Regions from separate parts of the Zea mays genome. Here region 2 is linked to region 1. Evidence: chromatin contacts called from public Hi-C data. All regions are on one chromosome and are shown on one strand. Each heading gives the region's core, a stretch centred on a gene start, on an enhancer-like site or on the middle of the called end of the contact. The rest is flanking DNA. Distances are from core to core; before and after follow the strand shown.

Evidence for each region. Hi-C and Micro-C count contacts between places; a contact is called where the count stands out from the background.
Region 2: a contact with region 1 is called in a Hi-C map of ear, with 2.0 times the contacts expected there. The contact joins the promoter of LOC100191179 here to the promoter of LOC100273651 in region 1. A contact is called at or near these places in 3 of 25 Hi-C or Micro-C datasets (ear, leaf and tassel).

What each region holds. Positions count from the first base shown.
Region 1 is chr8:14,509,134-14,514,127 of Zm-B73-REFERENCE-NAM-5.0, reverse strand. LOC100273651 reads right to left here and starts at 2,646. Exons shown (of 8, transcript NM_001279565.2): 1 at 2,514-2,646; 2 at 273-334. The coding sequence starts at 2,565.
Region 2 is chr8:15,035,638-15,040,013 of Zm-B73-REFERENCE-NAM-5.0, reverse strand. LOC100191179 reads left to right here and starts at 2,768. Exons shown (of 4, transcript NM_001136614.1): 1 at 2,768-3,021; 2 at 3,189-3,228. The coding sequence starts at 2,953. It overlaps LOC118473080 (a long non-coding RNA gene), which reads right to left and starts at 2,373. Exons shown (of 3, transcript XR_004851892.1): 1 at 1,591-2,373; 2 at 1,305-1,418; 3 at 1,133-1,215. It overlaps LOC100383128, which reads right to left and starts at 564. Exons shown (of 17, transcript NM_001175794.1): 1 at 391-564.

The sequences.
Region 1 (4,994 bases), core at 1,397-3,896:
AGTAGTTGGCAATTGGCATTAGTAGAGATGAAGACAAAATGGTGAACTCCTATTTGCTTTATAAAAGGAAATTGAGGAAGATAGCAGTTAATAACATAGCTGTAACAAAATCAGTGATATGTACACATGTACCATACTGAAAGGAAATTGTGGAAGATAGCAGTTAATAATACAACTGTAACAAAACCAGTGATATGTACACATGAACCTTACCGGACCACAACAGTGACGTTCTTAGTCAAAATTTCAATTGAAAGAACAAAAGCACTTACTCTTCCAGCACTTAAGAGTGAACAGCTAGGAGGAGATGGGTGTCCAGTATTTGCTTCTTGCCCTGCAACGAATATTGTAATGAGTATGACATGTCAAACTATTGAACTTAGAAAAGCATCACCGAAGCAGTTGTAACTGAAAAGGAAAAAAAGAAAGGAAAATTCATGTTAATAAATTCTACAAAAACTAATTAGATTCCCATAAGGAAAAACCACTATATGTTTTCGGATTAACTAGAACTTCCATCAACATGGCAACAATTGGTTTTCTAAGAACCAGCAAACAATACAGCATGAGCAGAAATGTTGTCACACTCAAGTCACAATCTCATGAGTAACGGACCATGATTTCGGACGCCGAGCACTGTCATTACACATGAATGATCAAACACATGCAAATATTAGCAACACTACGTTATCAGGGAGAAGCTTCCAACTGAATTTGGAACCAAAACGCAAAAAAAAATTCCAAGGCTCAAAAGCATCAAGACTCACTGCTGACTACCCCCAGCTGACGCTTAAGTTTTGGACACAGTAATTTAGCTGATAGAAAGGATCAAACTGCAGCCAGTCAAACTCAAGGTAACTTAGAGCAACTCCAACAAAGGTGCTAAACTGGGCCTTATCTTAAATTAAAGGGTTGAGGACTAAAAATAGCTTCCAACAATAATCAAATTTATATAGGACTCCAACCTAAAGGTCCTAAATATACAACCTCGTACAGAGGTCCTATTCTAGTATCTCAACTACCAAACCGTTCAGGAAATCCTCATCTCCCTTCAGTGATAGGGCTTCTGCGCCCCTGATCCGCAGCCGCCATATGTCGGGGCCACGGCATCTCTGCCCACAGACATGAGCCGCCGGCGCATTTCCCGTGCTCCCCACCTCTCCGCTCATCTTGGTGACTCGCCACCGCGCACCGATGCCCGCACGTCTCGTCTCTCCGTCCACGGCCGTCACTCATCGGTGAACAAGGCTGCCCTCCAGAGTTTGTGCGCTTCCTCCCGGCCACGTTCGTCCCTCGTTGGCGCACAGGGCTGCCATCTCGTCGGCGCGCCCTGCTCCCACCTGCCGGCAAGCCCATCTCTTCCGTCGTCAAACTCCATCGCATGGATCAAAGAAAGCCGGAACAGCCACGAAAGGGTCGTGAAGCTCCTCGCTAAACACTGCCATAGATGCAATTCGACAAGAATCTAGAGGTATGTTGTTCAACAGCTTTAGCTATCCGTTTGAAAAGAGAGGAACTCATTAGAAAACGGCGTCGGAACATCTTCTCAGGATATGTTGGGTGCTCAGCAAAATAGTCAAGGTATAATTTCATACCGTGTTCATCTCTATTTTGATTGTAAACCTTGTGTCCAAAAACTGAACCTCGATGCTTCTTTCGCTGCTTATGCTTCCTCTTCCGATATTCACCCATCATGAGAAGCATGAGGTGGTCAAGTTCATCATCTAATTCTTCATCTTCGAGATGGATCATAGATCTCCTAGTTGCATACATGTTTCTGCAGTGCACATATGGCAATATAAAATATTATTTCTAAGCTATCATATATCGCATCATATAACGGTTACAATGCAAAATACACTTGATCAACACACTGCTTACTTGTTGCAAATCTGCAGCAGGTTCTAAATGAACTATTCACCTCGTCCACGCGCCCAACCTCCAGCGAGCAGACTCCGCCACCACTCGTCTCGTAGCCCTCCAGCCGTATTGTGCAGGGGTCAAGAGCCTACCGTGCAGGGATGATGCGGTGATGCCCCTACCAGCAGCCGTCGAGCTGTACCTTGCAGCCGTGTGCAGCCGTCGCGCTTAACTGTGCAGCCCTTGAGGAAGGATGATGTGGGCCTCATGCGGCCGATTGCGAACGAATGCGTAGCTGACGAGAAGGATATGCTAGAAAAAAGCGCGTTGCCTCGTGCAGAGAAGATGGAAGCTGGGTAAGGATCCCAGCTGGGTATCCTGATTTTAAGGCCTGGTTGTTGGAGATCCTAAATAAATCAAAAGGTCCTAATACAAATTTTAAGGCTCAAGTTTAGAACTCCTTCTTGGAGTTGCTTTTAGGCCAATCTAGATCAGAAAAAATAGCTTCCAACAGTAATCCAACGAAATCACATCACGCCCAGGCAACAAAAAAAAACGATAATCCGATAAGATCTAGACCTGATCGTATAAAGCGGACCTGATGCGCATAGCGTATTTATTGGAGATGGAGGATGCGAGGAGGGTAAGGGAACCTGGGGAGGGCTGGGAGGAAGGCGTGGCGGTATCTACCACCCTGACCGGCATCCCTGATAGCCGCTGAGGGTGACGTCGCCGGCGACGAGGAAGAGGCTGCCTTCCCTTCTTCGAGAAAACTGTTGCCCCTCGTCGCTGAGATTTTTGACATTATAAAACACGACACATTCGACTTCGTCGAAACGAAGATGTTGAGGAGGGATTCAATGACATGGAAATACACATATAACATATCTGGTACTCAAACAGGTACAGTTTCAAGTGCACTTTTTAAATCTGATGCATTCATCTCACATCTCACGTAATCGTATCCGGTGCTCAAAGAGGTACGGTACTCACGTACACATTTTAAATCTGGAACGTCCATCCAACATCTAATCTAACAGAAGCACCAATTTTACAAACAATCTCTTTCACCTTCTTCACTTGGTGGGAGGGTTCTTAATCAAATTAACTGCAGCCGCTGGATGTGAGATGAATATATCAAATTTAAAAAGTGCACTTGAACACCGTACCCCTTTGAGCAATAGATATGTTCCCCAAAATATAAGTCTTTTCTATTTGATATTCGATGTAAATTTGGCTCTTTATATGACGTACGGTAAAAAAATGACGGTGTCAATTTCCATGTAAGGGCTTGTTCGGTTATTCCCAATACATATGGATTGGATGAGATTGAAAAAAAAATGAGAAGAAGTTAGACTTTTTGGGATTAAAACTCATCCAATCTCACTCAATACACATGGATTGAGAGCTAACCGAACACGCCATAAAAAATGAAATTTACACTGGGTTTCGAGCGATTGGAATTTGGAAACGAGTTGTGCTCGGGGAAATTCGACTTCGGGAAGTGGTCTGGAACAGTGTAGAATCGTGGTGATTTGGGCGTGGTCTGGAGGAGAGGGACGAGGGACGATGGACATGAACAAGTTTTGTGCAGCGGGAGAGGAGCTGCAGCGTACCATCTCCAGGGGATGATGTCACGAGGAGCATAGGTGCTGTTGGTTGATTTGAGCTCGGATGATTGATTCCTACATGCGAATATAGGATAGACGATGTTCCGCCACCTCGGCGTGGCGGAGGGGACGAGAGAAGCAGATGTAGAAGCTTTCCCGTCGAGCTGCTCGGTGACGTCCCAGCCTCCAGCATCCCGTACGAGGCCCTAGTCTCCGGTGGAGCAAAGAGCCCGAGGCACCGGCAGAGCCTCCGGTGGAGCAAAGAGCCCGAGGAACCGGCAGAGCCCGCGCAACCACCGCCCGCGGCGAGGCCACCTGATTTGGACGGTGGGCCTAAGCACCGACGGCGAGGAAGTTTAATTGTTCTCCTCGGTGGCTAATAAAGATTTTGAGTCTATTTTGTCGGCTACGCGTTCCTGTGTATTTTTATATCGTCGAATCTTTCCCCAACGTCTCCATTTCTACGAAACTAAATGTGCCGTGTTTTATAATGGCAAAAATTTCCTCGTCGCTAGGATGTAAACATATTTTTTTGTTAAGACCGTTCTAGTACAGTACTCCCTTTATCGTTTTGACTCAAAAATAAACTAGCGAGTGATAAATATTTAAGAACAGAGATAGTACTATATAGTAAAGTTTGAATATAAGAGTTAAAAAAACTCTTTAAAAACTGATTTATCAAGTTGCTAGCCTCTAACAATTTTTAATTTTAGGTCGTTAAATATTTTTAAATTATACTAACCTGATGATAAATTTAACATTTCTACAACTTAAATCATTTAAAGTGCATTATTTATGCGCGGATGCAAATTCAATAATGACAGATAAGTTATTTCACAATGTGATTAATGGGCGATATAGGCTATTGAAAGTGCGAAGCAAATGTCTAAGTTTAGAGATTAAATAAAAATATTTAGAAAAATGGTATATTTGGACCTTATTTAAGAAGTTGTGGGAGCGTAATTTTTTTATTACTAACATTTTAAATTAATTTTTGGAGTTTTTTTGGATTAGTGGAGATGCTCTTAGAGATAGCCTGGGTAATTTCAAGCATGTCATTACAAACCTACTTTTCAAAATTTTAAAATAATTATTTATGTAACATCACGTGAGAGAAAGGGCATGTAATGTGTATCTTTTACCATCTACTCTTTCTTCTTTCTTTGTGGCCCTTGCTCTTCCTTAAACTATCTCTAGCAAAAGTCCCAAGCGGACAAATATATGTGCATTTTACCTTTTACGTGCTCGCAAGCAATTGTCTATCTGTTCCAGCAGATCATGAATGATGATGTGAAAAATGTGCTTAACCTCCCCATAGTCCAAATCCATGGTTTTTATCTCCTCTGCGTCACGTCTGTTACACGCTCTGCAGGAAACGTCCTCTCGTTTGCGCTCTTGCATTCGTACAATGATCGTTCAAATACGCATCCGCATGCAACTTCTGCTAGAGATAGCTTTACGGTCGACAACACTTGGAGTTACATGAGGATCAAGAAAGGGGGTGTACTAGGGTTTTAGATGTTT
Region 2 (4,376 bases), core at 1,519-4,018, 530 kb before region 1:
AACATGAGCTTGAACTAAGGCATTTGAAATTTCACATAGTTTATCGAGCCCAGCAAAAGCATATTACTGAATTTGAACCACTACAAGATTTTGCTGCGACCATAAGTAACATTTATGTAATTGTTGGGTCTAACCTTTTTTTTTGGTACACATTAATCTAGTCGATTAGCAGTCCTTCCTACCAAGAACCACAAGATAATTTTGCTTGTAGTATCCTTACTTAAGCTTTAAAGCAGTAATCATTCTAATAGGGTAGATTCAGACTTCATGAGCTAAGCAAAAAAAAAAAACATTGAACCAAGTTTGCAGTTTTACTGTGACCGAGCAAACTGAAGTGCACTACCAAAGTACCACTAAACGAAAATGTGCGAGGAAAAAGAAGCAGCTGACCTCCATGATGGCGGCTGTTGTAGACGGAGAAGACGACCCAGTTGTAGACGGAGAGGTAGAGCCGCCGAGCCGGCGGCCGACATCGCCGGAGCCGCGGTGAGCAAGGAAGACGCCGCGAAAGGACTGGATGGACTTGGCTATAGTACTATTCTGAGTTTCTCCTGAGCTGGCTAGGGATCCAGTAAAAGCAGAGAGGCCACACGCATCACGTCAGACAGATGGCATGAAGTGTGCTAGCTTCGGCGTCTCGCCGTCTCGCCGGTGGGCTGCACGGATCGGAGTCCGATTCGATTTGGCAGCGGCGGGCCAACCACTGGCAGGGTTGTGAATTTGGAATTGAATGGGTTCGGATCGGGGCGGATGAAGGACAGGTGAGCCGGTGGGCAGCGGGAGTTATTGCCACTGTTGCAGCAGCCTCCAGCTGCGCAACTGCCTTCCCGCCGCCCGCGCCAATTCCATCCGTGTGTGCTTAGCAGAATGAACATGCCCTTTCTATTTTCTTCCTCTCTTTTTCAGCTCTCCGAGAAAAGCTGCAATTTCTTCTATCCGTCGGCAGCCCTCCTCAATCTCTACAACTCGGTCACGGTAACCCTGTGATCACGACAGTAATAGCTGTTTTTTTTCCAGCTGAATTCTGAGAGAAAAGCGAAGATGGTACAGATGCAGATGTCAAAAGAATTTCGTAAAGCCTCCATACTGTTGCAACGGTGAACGAGAACATGTCCTGAGTTATCTGAGAACGTGATTAAGGCATTAAGCTGGTGTAAGATATTTGAGGCCAATTACAGGTGTCTAGCACCCAAGATTTTCAAGACAGCTCCAACCCTGTACAGTGAGATTAGAAGCAAGAAAATTACACAGTTTTTTTATTCACTTGTCACATGACCAGTACAGAGACTGCAAATTAGATTTACCAAAAAAAAACATAGCAGGTAATAGGTATCACTGGGCTTGTTTCTTTTCGCTTGAAACACCCTCCATTAGTGACTTGTCTCTACACTACTTATCCAATATGAGTAGGCATGAAGCTACAAAAACATGCTTGTCAAATAAGCCAATGCATTAAAAAGGACACAGTATTATACTGTAAACATTTTCCATGAATTGTAAGCAGGTCTGCAGATGTGAAGTAGAGATACTTCGAGAGCCAATTTACAAGCCTAATGACCATGATATGATATGGGAATAATAAATGCCTACCTTCCATCTGGTTGTTGGAGCCTTTTTTTTGAAAGAGAATAGAGAAGTGTCTTGCAGTCAATATTTGGTAGATCGTAGCCAATAATCTTGATTCTTGAGGATAGCAAGGGCAGAATAAGTGCTTTGCAATTGCAAGATGACTAACGTTGAGGCAAAAGGATCCTGAAACAGAGCATATCCCAAACTGCCTAGACAGAGGTGATCAAAATTTAGACTATGAGATCTGCATTAAAGGGGCACTTGGGTGCACCGTCAACATCACATGGGTTTTGGGCTCCCTTTTTTTTTCCTAACGACAGAAATGTACTAGTGCCTACATCTTATATGGAACAAAACCACAGTGAACATAATCGTGACACATACTGACATACAGTACAGTATATGCCAAGAAGAGTTACACCCCCAAGTCGGTCGCCTCTACCCCTTAACTACACTAATTAATTTAACCGGTCAGATGATAACATCACTCGTAGAAACATTGAGAAGTCCGCTACCGCTATCCAATTCAGCCATCTCTGTAATTGCAACCTCCTGCATTTATCACTATGAAATGTGTTATTCGCTTTGGATTAAAGATAACTATTTGGACTGCTACAACTTTTGTAATTTATAGAGATAAAAACACTATAACAGCAATAGAATCCATTACGACTTAAATCCAAGCGAACCAGTGATCTTCTTGACGGTTTTAGTTGCCATGAGCTTTGGATGCTCCTCTTCTTCGTTCTTGTCTCGTGTACTCCAATGCCAACCAGCCTATCATCTAAAGGCTACTGCTAGCATTAAGTACAAATCGCTACTTCTCCAAAGAAAAATGTGTGTTTTAGGATAAGAATGTTACTACAATTCTACCTGATGCTGGTGCCGCTGCTGTGGTCGACGAAGCGGCACGGCAAGAGCGTGTCCGTCCGTGGGCCCTGCCCCGGGATGATCGTCGGGTCAGCCGCCGAGCTGAACGGAGGTCGCTCACCGTTGGGGGGCCGTTGGGCCGCCCGCGCTACTCCCCAACCAACTGCGGCCAGATCACGCTGCGCAGCGCAGGCCCTCTTTACTCAGCTGTCCATGCTGCTGCTGCTCAGAGTGTGGGGCGCCGTGGACACGGTCCACATCAAGATGCTGAGCCACATAACTCCGGTGGGTGTGGGTCCAACGCCCCCCACCTGCACGCTGCCCTCCCCCGCCCCGCCGCGGGATCAAATACGCCGCCTCCGCCCGTCCACTCCCTCGCCGCCCCCGTCTCCTCTCCTCTCCTCTCCTCTCCCCCGCATCCACGGCCGCAGGCAGCAGGCAGCCACTCGACGATCTAGTCGTCTCTCTCCCCGCTCTGCCGCCTCGCTGCCGCGGCTTCCCGTCGGCGGGAGGATGAAGGTCACGGTCGTGTCCCGGAGCGGCCGGGAGGTCGTCAAGGGCGGCATCGACCTCAAGGACTCGGTACGTTGTGCTCCCTCCCGCCCGCTCGCCAGCCCGCCGCCTCTTGATTCGCTCCGGGGGGCTGGGTTTATTGCCGTCGGGGGAGGCTCGGTTCTCCTCTGGGGTTCGAGATCTCTCGTAGAGGTTTCACCTTGGATTCATATTCATTCGTGGGTTCCTTTTTACAGGCCAAGGTCGCGGACCTGCAGGAGGCCATCCATGCCAGGAGTAAGTGGACTCCCTCCCTGCTTGCTTACATTTCGGCACTTGCTTCTACTACCCAGCAGTTTCCGTATTCCATTCATCCATGCCTTGCAGCAACCAACCAACAAAGAAACACGCGTGTGTTCTGGAGTTAAGGACCGAACACGGGGGGTGTTTACAGCGTGCGGTGTGCGAGAGTCATTCAGCAAGCGGGAATCTGTGGGCCGCTTTTATCTTTCATTTGCACCAGTAAACGACCTTTGCAAACATTTCGGCGCTGCTTTGCTAACGCCTAACAGAGCTGTTTGATTGCCTCTTTTCTATACGTCTTGTCCTGAGAATTGTAGCTGCAAACTTTGCTAGCAAATCCTGAACTTTAGTGCTTGCGTGGCCAGTATGAAACTGCAGTGCAGCCCATGCTTGTGTGATGTCGCAGGTTTATCTTGCTCTCCTGAATTCCATGTATGTGCTAAAAGGCCACGACTAGTGCCTTTGGGTGTGGTATGCAATTTGTGTGTTTTTTATCCTCTAGGCTGCAGCAGTATCTAGTGTTTGCAATTCGGTCCATATGACCACATGTCAATGACTCTAGTCAACCTGGGTTCGTTTTGATTGCTTGCCCTCCTTGTTTGCCCTGTTTGGCAGGGATTTATTTTGGGGTTTCAGTGCTGCAGGTCGTTAGGATCTGTTTAGGTAGGAAGGAGTTGGCCATCAGCATCAACTCACACCCTTTGTGTTTTTTTATTTCCTTTTTGTCAAAATACATTTATCTGACATGATCTGTGAAAAAAATATATCAAGGGATAATTTATTTAGATGGGAACAGGAAGATAGTTGAGCAGTATCTAGAAGTTGTCTCTGGGACATGTTATTGGCCTTTTAATATTATTTGCAAATAACATCCATACTGCATTCAGTCAACGTTTATTACATTTATTATGGTTTAATTCAAAGTATGTAAGCATGGTTGTTTTTTGACAAAAAACATATTTAGACAGAAAAGTATGTACTTTTCAGTTTGCACGAATATGCTCCTTAATATGTCTGTGCCTCAGGGATACATATAGTCAAAACTTTCTTGCTATTAGCCTATTACTTGACGGAACCCGAAACTGTTTCTGGAATCTGCATTCCTCCAATATATTTCAAGCTCCAAGTGCCACTGGGATTCT